Linked DNA regions of Sus scrofa: region 1 is linked to region 2. A link is a contact called in public HiChIP or PLAC-seq data. All regions are on one chromosome and are shown on one strand. The core of a region is the stretch at or near the end of the contact, and the rest is flanking DNA. Distances in the headings are between cores, read along the strand shown. Region 1 has its middle 14 kb from the start of RPL10A. Region 2 holds the start of DEF6 (differentially expressed in FDCP 6 homolog).

Region 1 (4,706 bases), core at 1,177-3,676, 120 kb after region 2:
GTGGCTCAGATCCCGTGTTGCTGTGGCGTAGGCCGGTGTCTACAGCTCCGATTAGACCCCTAGCCTGGGAACCTCCATATGCTGCGGGTGCGGCCCTAGAAAAAACAAAACAAAAACAAAAACATCTCCTATGAACTTAGAACTGGTAACTTGAGATAGTGGTGCCTGGAAGAAACTTCTTTCCTGCTATTTTGGCCTTTGCAAAGCAGGTACTATCTAAGAAAGACTCCTTAGTCTTTTCCATTAGCTCCCTTGAAGTCATTTTGGAAAAAATAACAATTTTGGCTCTAATGGATATCAGATCCAGCTCGAAATATGCCTATGGCTTATTTTTCTATTCTATTCAGGGTGAAAGGCAAATTCCTCTCTGTGACCTCAAGGCCTCACAGGATCTGACCTGGTTAACTCTCTGATCTCATCTTCTATGACTGCCCAGCAAGTCCATTCTGCTCCAGGCGTGCTTCTGCCCAGAGTCTTCGCATTTGCTGTTCCCTCTGCCTGAGATGCTCTCCTCATAGACCTCTCCCTGGCCCGCTCCCTTATCTGCTTCAGGTTCCTCTTGCCTGACAACCTATTTATTTATTTATTTATTTGGTCTTTTTGTCTTTTCTAGGGACGCACCCATGGCATATGGAGGTTCCTAGGCTATGGGTCCAATTGGAGCTGCAGCAGCTGGCCTGAGCCACAGCCACAGCAACACGGGATCCAAGGCGTGTCTGCAACCCATACCACAGCTCATGGCAACACCAGAAGCTTAACCCACTGAGTGGGGCCAGGGATGGAAACCACAACCTCATGGTTCCTAGTCAGATTCGTTAACCACCGAGCCATGACGGGAACTCCGACAACCTATTTAAAACTACCTCATTCTGTCTCCTTCTCTGCGGTATGTTTCTTTTTTTTTTTTTTTTTTTTTTTTTTTTTTTTTTTTTTGTCTTTTTGCTATTTCTTGGCCTCCACGCATATGGAGTTCCAGGCTAGGGTCGAATCGGAGCTGTAGCCACCGCCTACGCCAGAGCCACAGCAACGCAGGATCCGAGCCACGTCTGCAACCTACCCACAGCTCACGCAACGCTGATCTTAACCACTGAGCAAGCAGGACCAAACCCGCAACCTCATGGTTCCTAGTCGGATTCGTTAACCACTGCGCCATGACGGGAACTCCATCTGCGGTATGTTTCTTGAAAGCACGTCCCACAAACATTCTATTGTTTACTTATTTTGTTGTCTGTCTCTCCTCTCTTGAGTATCAGCAACAATGAGGTAATGAGGGCAACTGTCTTTTTTTGGGGGGACGTTCCTGCAGCATATGGAAGTTCTGGGGCCAGGGATTGAACCTGTACTACAGCAGTGACAATGCTGTATCTTTACCCCCTGAGCCACCAGGGAATTCTGGCAAGGGTCTTTATTTTGTTCCTTGTAGCCCCAGTCCTAGGTGCTCAGTAAAGATTTATTGAAAGAGTGGAGGTGTAAGTGGTAGCAGAAGCTGGGAGGATAAGTACAAGCTGGCACCCAAAGTAGGGTTTATGTGGTGATGTGGGGCTTCTCTCCCCTCCCTTTATTCCTGTCCTCTACTATGATCCTTCCCTTTGCTGGGAGCCTGCCTCCTCCAGATTTCCTTAAACTGAAACCCCGGGAAGTGGAGGTACTCTTGGTTTCTTACAAACAACCAGAGCAAGGCCTCTTCTTGGTCTTGGGGAGGAAGTTCACAGTAAGATCTATGGCCATACACCTATGGTTAGGTTTCACTGAGACTCCATTCTCAGGTATATTTATACATCAACGATTTTTAGAGAGGACTGAAACGCGAATGATGGCAGATGATGAGCTATGGAAGAGGTGACTATATGGTGGGGTGGTAAATTATGATCAAATCCTACTGCAGAGCTCATGATCTACAAGCATCGTGGACATCAGCTAAAATCAAATGCTTGGATCCTCAAGTTCAAAGGATCCCTGATACCTATTCTGCACACTCACACCCCTCCCTCCCTCAAGCACTTAACTTCAGTGAGCAGTGGAGGAGGCGGTTTAAGGTTGCAGCCCAGGACCCGCCCCTCCATCAAGCCCCGCCCACCCCACTTTCCCTGGCTTAACTCCGGCCGCAGGCCTATTTGTGACCACGCCCCATTCTAGCCCCCGCCCCGTGAGCCGCTACGCACTTCGCCCCGCCCCTCTACTCAGTCCCTCCTCCCGGCCAGGAGCGTTCCTGGCCCCGCCCCTTCCTGGCCGGCCCTCATGCCCCGCCCCAGCTGCCCTTTCCTCTCCTTTCCTGTTCAGAAGGTGCTAATTTCGCGGGCTGTCCCTGCGTCTGCGTCCCTTTCCCCAGACCCCGGAGCTGAGGCCCGAAACCAGGGCGCAGAGCGGCACGGCTCCCTGGCCCGGGGTATGGCGGCCCCCGAGGCGGCGCCTGCTCAGGCAGAGGGCGCGGAGCCGGCGCCCTGGGCGCAGCTGGAGGCCCCCTCCCGCCTCCTATTGCAGGCGCTGCAGGCGGGGCCCGACGGGGCGCGGCGCGGTCTGGGGGTGCTGCGGACCTGGGCGGCCGCGGCAGGGACCCCTTCTGCTGGGGCGGCGTGCTCGAGGCGCTCTGCCGGGAGGAGCCCGTCGTGGAGGGCCCGGACTGTCGCCTGGAGCTGTAAGTCGTCCGCCCACCTTCCTCCTGCCTTACTGGTTGCGGCGGCAGCTGGCGCAGCGCGGGGCGCCGCCTTCGTTCTCTACCGCCGTGAGAGGCAGGGGCTAACGCCACCCCTCTTCTCTAGAAGAGAAGACTGAGGCGCTGGGAGATTAATTACTTCCCCACGGCGCGCCCCCTGTGAGGAGGGGCATCCGTCAGACCTTTACTGAGCACCTGCTGGGTGCAGTGCCACATACCTAGACGGAAGACACATGCCCTCGGTTGAGTGTAGATGAATAATGATGTCTGTGAACTCCAGTTGATTTTGATCGCACACTTCCATGATCCTGTACCCACAGTATAGGTATACTCGTTATGTATAACGTGTACACGGGTGTTAAAATATGTACATTGTCAAGTGTACCGAAATAGAGCTTTATTTTCTGTCTTTTTAGGGTACGGGAGCATATGGAAGTTCCCAGGCTGGAGGTTGAATTGGAGCTGTAGCTGCCAGCCTAAACCACAGCCACAGCAATAGTGGATCGAGCTGAGTATGGGACTTAGACCACAGCTCACAGCAACGCTGGGTCCACTGAAAGGGGCCAGTGATTGGAACCCATGACCTCATGGATACTAGTGTGGTTCTAGTGCTGAGCCAAAATAGAAATTTAAAACGTGTTAATAAACAGAATAAACATCTAATCGTGGTGGTTTTATATTAATTTTTAACACATAATATACATTGTAGGGCAAGATCACTTACCTTAAGGATGATCTTGATCATTTCTAGTGTTTTGGGTGACTTTGAACATTCCTCCCTTAAGTAGCTAAGAATTCCCACTAGGAGCAGAAGTGTCACTCTGCCATTTTTTTATTAGGTTGTACTTCCATTATTGGTAGTCAGTTTCTTTTTCAGGCATCTTATAAGCCATGTGTCCAATTGGTGAAGATTTGTTTTGTTAAAAAACAATATGGGAGTTCCCGTCCTGGCTCAGTGGAAAACAAATCTGACTAGCATCCACGAGGACATAGATTCGATCTCTGGCCTCCCTCAGTGGGTTAAAGATCTGGTGTTGCCTCGAGCTGCAGTGCAGGTTGCAGACAAGGCTTGGATCTGGCCTTGCTCTGGCTGTGGCTCCAGCTCCAATTCGACCCTAGCCTGGGAACCTCCATATGCCACAAGTGCAGCCCTAAAAAGACAAAAAAAAAAAAAAAAAAAAAGCAGGAGTTCCCAATGTGGCACAACGGGATGGTTTTCTGCAATGCCAGGCAGGTTCAATCTCTGGCCCGCACAGTGAGTTAAGGAATCTGGCCTGTAGGGTAGGTTGCAGCAGCTGCAGCAGGGATCTGACCCCTAGTTATGGACTCCATATGCTAAGGGTGGAGGGGCAAAAAAGGAAAAAAAAACCAACATAGCATCCATAGATTCACAGAAAGTAAGGGGGGGGTCAGGTGCCACCTTCAGCCTCTAGGGGCTGAAGATCAGGCCGCTTTCCCATACCCTCCCTAAGAATTGAGCTGGACACTGGAATATGCAGGACCAATCCATGTATTAAATATTTGTAATACTTAATTTATTATTTTTTAGATAAATAGAAATAAAAGTTTTAATATTTTCTTCCCACATTCCATCATTTTGAATTTCTTTCAAGAGAATGGTCAGGAGAACTTAGAACATTTTTTTTGGCCTGAGTCATGTGGAAGTTCCTGGGCCAGGGATGGAACCCACGCCACAGCAGCAACCCAAGCCGCTGCAGTGACAACACTGGATCCTTAACTCACCACACCACAAGGGAACTCCAGGACATATGTTTAAATTTACTTTCCCCTGCTGAATTTTTACATAGATGGTAACACAAAGCTCAGTGCTCTGTACTTTGTTTTCATCTAATAGTATATTTTGTACCTAAAATTCTGCCTCATTTGTTTATAGGTTGACCTAACCTCTTTATGCCTCAGTTTCCTCATCTATAAAAGGGGAGCAGGAGTTCCTTGGTGGGGTGGCAGATCTGGCATTGTCACTGCTGTGGCTTGGCACTGTCATCTGCCTCCCTTTCCCCAGACCCCAGAGCTGAGACCTGATAGCAGAGTG
Region 2 (4,901 bases), core at 653-3,152:
TCAGTATGGTGACCCAGCACGGCAGCACCACCCTCACCATCCCCAGTCATGATGATGACCTTACCACATCTGGCACACATACAGTCACCATGGTCAGCGCCGATGGCACCCAGACGCAGCCCGTATGACCAGGCGGTTTGCTTGGGTTTCTTGTTCTCTTGTCCTTCCTTTCTGTGGGACGGGCCATAAGGTGCAGGCTAAATTAGGCCAGGCTGCTTATGAGGACCAAGATCCCCACACATAAAGGGTCTTCCTACAGCTCCTTTGGGTCATCAGCAGCTCTCCTGTTGAAAGCATTGCACTGGGAATCAAGAGACAGTTTCTAAATCTCGATCTACCCCTTATTTGCTTTGCTGCCACAGGCAAGTTACTTTTTCACAGACTTTAGTCCATTTTCAAACGAGGGGATTAAATTATCTCTGGGGTCTTTTGCAGCTCTGTCCTTTGGTTTGAAGTTCCTAAAGTAAGTTGGCTGTAAGTTAAAGAAAAATACAACCCCATTTAGCTCTGAGCCCCGAGTTAATTAATCTGAGCCATAATGGTTTTATCCATTTCCTTCTGGGTTTCTCCTAGCCACCGTTCTTGGAGGGGTTCCAGGTTTGGGAGAGTAATGTAGGTGGGTTGGACAACCTCATTCTTTATTTCAGGTCACAATCATTACCTCTGGGACTGTGGTTGCTGAGGACTCAAGTGTAGCATCCCTTCATCATCAACAGGTGGCGCTGTTGGCCACAGCCAACGGAACTCACATTGCAGTGCAGGTAGGACACTGTGGCCAGAGAAAGGAACAAGAGGAGTTCCCAATGTGGCTCAGCTGTAAGGAACCCGACTAGTATCCATGAGGACACGGTTCGATCCCTGACCTTGCTGAATGTGTTAAGGATCTGGCTTTGCTGTGAGTTGTGGTGTAGGTCACAGATGCAGTTCAGGTCCTGCGTCGCTGTGGCTGAGGCACAGGCCAACAGCTGTAGCTCCAATTCGACCCCTAGCCTGGGAACTTCCATGTGCCATGGCTGTGGCCCTAAAAAGCAAAAAAAAAAAAAAAAAGAGAGAGAGAGAGAGGAACAAGAAGGAAAGGGGAACTAGGTAGAGCGCTTGAAGAGGACAGCATTTGGCCCAAAAAGAGCCAATTTCAGATGACAAATCCCTTTCTGCCTACATCCATGCGCCTGTCTCGGGCCCTTTCTTGACTAGGGCAGGGAGATGAAGCCCCTTCTGACCTTCAGGATAACTCAGATGATCGAGTACCTGGTGGTCTAAGCTCTTAATTTCTTCATGTCCCTGTTTATTCATCTGGAAAATAAAAAGGCTGAAGTAGGTGATTACTAAGGTCCTTTCCATCTAGTCCTTCCCCTTCAGTGAGCAAGCTTCCCTTTCTGACCTGGGACTCTTGCGCGGCCCCCCTCGCCACACCTAGCCTTACAGGGTTCCATCAGGGAACCCCTGTGCCTTGGACTCTACTCAGGACTTAGGTGGGTGGCACAGGGTGGGTGGAGGAGATTCGAAAAGTAGCCACATCTCCTACCACTGGAGTCTAGGGGGAGGGTCTCACTCTTGCCTCTTTCTCCACCCTCTTTTCCACAGCTGGAGGAGCAGCAGACCTTAGAGGAGGCCATCAGCGTGGCCACCGCTGCCATGCAGCAGGGGGCTGTGACCCTGGAGCCCACAGAGTCAGAGAGCGGCTGCTGAGCCCAAGAAGGCTGCGTCCCACACCATGCTAGTGGTACCGTGCCACACAGGCATCCTTGCCTCCAAGGCCCAGGCTGTGGCTGATGCGTGGAAGGTGCCATGTCGGTCTCTAGGGCAAGAAGGCAGCAGGAAAACAGCCTGAAGGGTACAGGCGCCCTGCCCAAGAGGAGGGCCAGGCAGCTGGAATCGGGGGCATACGTCATCCTCAGGAGTAAGGAGGACAAGCTTGATCACCAGGCTGCACTGGGCGCCCCCCCAAATCAGCTGGGCACCCTCTCCTCTCTCTAGAAAACACACTTCCTGCCTTCAGTCCACTCCTTCTCGGGTGGCGATTGGGGCTGCTCTTGGGACTAGTCCTCCACTCTGACTGGTCACTGGCCACCAGGGGAGAGGGTACAACAGCTCTTCAGCCCAGTAGGGGCAGAGCAGGCCCAGCCCTGCCTCTCCCAGCAATAACCTCCTCTCTGGAGGCCAGCCAAGAGCCTGGCCACTTGGCAGCAGGGACTTCCTGCCACTGCAGTCAGAAATGCTCAGGGGCCTGTGGCTGGAAAAAAGGTGCGCAGCCCCCTACCCCCAGCTACTCGCCAACCTCTGTGGGAGAGGCAGGGAGTGACCTTGTACATACTGGGGATTGGGTATGATTTGTTTTTTTTTTTTTTTATTCCATTTTGATAATTTTTTTTTTCCTGCTCTGGATGGTGGTGGCAAATGGGTGAATGAGTATTTAATAAAAGTTCCAAGTTTCCATCTGGGTCCCTCCCTCCTCCCTCCTTTTAGCTTTGGGCCCTTTTGGAGGGCTGGTCAAATCAGGCTCTTGGCCCTGTATCCCAGGCACAGACCTCACTCAGTCTCAGTGCCAGACAGTGGGATTCTCCCACCAGGAGCACTGGGGGCAGGAAGCCCTGCTGTAACCTAAGCCCTGAGTTGCTGCCAGAGGTTTCCTGCCTCCAGCTGAGCAAGTGGGCTTCAGAGGGCCAAACAGGACCAGTGTGACACTGCTTCTGCATCCTGGTTGCATCTTAGGCCTCAGGATGTTTGGCCTGGAGGAACTCTCTTTTCCTCCTTAGCTTGTGTTATATTGTCAGAGCCCCTCCAGACCCAGCCACCCCTCCATATGCAGCACACAAGCCACTGCTCCAGGCAAAGCAGCTCCACGAGGTTGGGGTGAGGGTACCTGTGCCACAGTACCCAGGGTCTCTGAGGCCTCTGCTGCCCTGGTGCTGAAGTTCTGGCTTTGGTACCCAGGTCTGGGGTGCCCAGGCACCGAGGTGTCTGGGGCCATGCTATGGAATTCCCAAGCCACGGTCAGAGTGCCCTGAAGAGTATGTGGTAGGACCAGAGTGGCCCCTGGTGGGAAGGAGAGGAGGCAGGGAAAGGTACCTGACAGCTGGACCCCCTCCTGCCTGAGAACATTGCAGGAGTTGGAGATGCCTCATCTCCTCCCTTCCCTGTGGGGGATGTGCCCGTATTCATACTGCCACCCAGGAGATCGGCCCCCTCCCCCAGTGCAGGCCTCCTCTCCTAGGGTGCCCAGCAATCTCCCTTTTACTTTTGCCACCAGCTTCTTGGGAGCAGAGGGCCTAAGCTATGTCCCCAGGGAGTGGTATCCCAGGTCCCTGAGCAGGTTCTCTCAGCATCCGGGCAGGAGGAGGCCCCAGCCCTTCCAGGTGCTGGACCTCAGGAAATGGGAGCCCCGGTGTGGAGCACTCTGACTCCCAGCCCTCCTGAGGCTGGGCTCACCCCTGTGAGTTCAGAATCTCCAGATCTGGGCCAGGGGCCCCAGCGTGGACATTGCTCTGGTGCCAATTAGCACCAAAGCCCAGAGGGTGGGGAGGTGGTGAATCCAGGCCATGTCCTGACCTGGAGGTGCCCCAGCCTGGTTCCCGCCTCAGGTTTGTGTTGTTGCCTGTTTGATGCCACCCAAGAGGCCCCAACACCACAGTAACGTTAGTGCCCCTAAAAGAAGTGCTGTCTCCAGCGCCTTCTCTGCTTTACATCCGCTCCGCACCTCTTTACAGCTCTCCCAGGTGAGCACTTCTGCTTTGCCAGAGAAACTGCTCAGGGAGGTGGAGGTACTTATCCAAAGTGTCCCACCTGTGAGCGTGGACGTGCTGCAGGATGTTTGACCCCATAGCCACAATAGGCCCACTTTTCCCTCCGCAAGCTGCCTCTGGGAGCCCAGCAGGATGCAGAAGGCTCTGGGGCTGAGAGACTCCTAAAGGGCCTCACCCAGGGCACCAGGCTGAGTAGAACCGGGCCTCTAGCTCTCCAGGGCTTTCCCCGGTTCCGGATCCCGGAGTGGGGCTGCTTTGAGCCGCCAGAGCAACAGGCCAGTCCCGCCAGCGTGGGGAGCCTGAAGGAGCAGGCAGGTGGAGCTCTCGCTCCGCGCCTCGGCCCTTCTGCGGTCTTTGCAGCCGTTTGCATTTCCTGAAACCGGATCTCAGTGTCAGAGCCGCCCCTGGGCCGGGCAGGCGCCTCAGCCATGGCCCTGCGCAAGGAGCTGCTCAAGTCCATCTGGTACGCTTTCACCGCGCTGGACGTGGAGAAGAGCGGCAAGGTCTCCAAGTCTCAGCTCAAGGTGAGGGGAGCGCGGGGCGCAGGGGAGGCGGGCAGACGGTCTCATCCCAGCCCCCGCCGCCGGGGGGCTAGGCGTGGCCTCAGCTCCTCCCAGGGGTGCCCAGCTACCCAGAGGCCCAGGAGGGGTGGCGGCCCGAACTGGGTAAGTGGGGCCTCATGGCCTGGTGGGTGCTGCTGCCCACCGTCCTGAGGCCCCAGAGAGGTGTGTGCAGAGCCATCACCCAGGGCCCTGGCCCCCAGCTGTCGGGAGCGGGGGTGTAGAGGTGGCATTATGGGATCCTGAGGGCCACAGGCCAAACTGCATCCCAGACTCCGTGTGATGAGCACACGTCTCCCCAGAGTCAAGCTCAGGCACGCACCCTGCTCCTTCCTGCTTCTTCCTCCTGGCATCGAAGAGAGACAGTAGCTAGTACTTGTCAGTCACTTCCTCTCCAGCTGAGAGAGAGGGTTGAGTCTCACCGCCCATGGCTGGAGAGCAGCTCCTCTGGACCCTGCCTCCCAGGCGGGATAGCGCTGGGCAGGGACAGGACTGAAGACCCGTGGTACTGCCGCTCAGCTCCCCATCACCCTCACCCCCGCACACCCTCTTCCCTTAGGTCTTGAGACCTCACGTAGGGAAGGAAAGGGTACACTCT

What was found. HiChIP or PLAC-seq counts read pairs in DNA pulled down with a chosen protein or histone mark.
Region 1: an H3K27ac HiChIP or PLAC-seq map of alveolar macrophages shows a contact between it and region 2. The contact joins the enhancer-like site here to the promoter of DEF6 in region 2. A contact is called at or near these places in 3 of 5 promoter capture datasets (fetal liver, fetal skeletal muscle and liver), 17 of 47 Hi-C or Micro-C datasets (blood, brain, embryonic fibroblasts and 11 more) and 2 of 2 datasets of contacts at active chromatin or transcription factors (alveolar macrophages and skeletal muscle).

The regions. Positions count from the first base shown.
Region 1 is chr7:31,311,000-31,315,705 of Sscrofa11.1, forward strand. No RefSeq gene overlaps it. Among named protein-coding and RNA genes, the nearest start is that of RPL10A, 14 kb to the right of the region's middle. Within about 2 kb of position 2,427, at least 39 of the 83 cell types and tissues checked have an H3K27ac peak or open chromatin away from gene starts, as enhancers often do. A contact at or near this core is called in alveolar macrophages, embryonic fibroblasts, fetal liver and 5 more, where this site is marked.
Region 2 is chr7:31,189,886-31,194,786 of Sscrofa11.1, forward strand. DEF6 (differentially expressed in FDCP 6 homolog) reads left to right here and starts at 1,903. Exons shown (of 11, transcript XM_001929239.6): 1 at 1,903-4,267. The coding sequence starts at 4,172. It overlaps ZNF76 (zinc finger protein 76), which reads left to right. Exons shown (of 14, transcript XM_021098617.1): 12 at 1-122; 13 at 648-761; 14 at 1,585-2,434. The coding sequence ends at 1,689.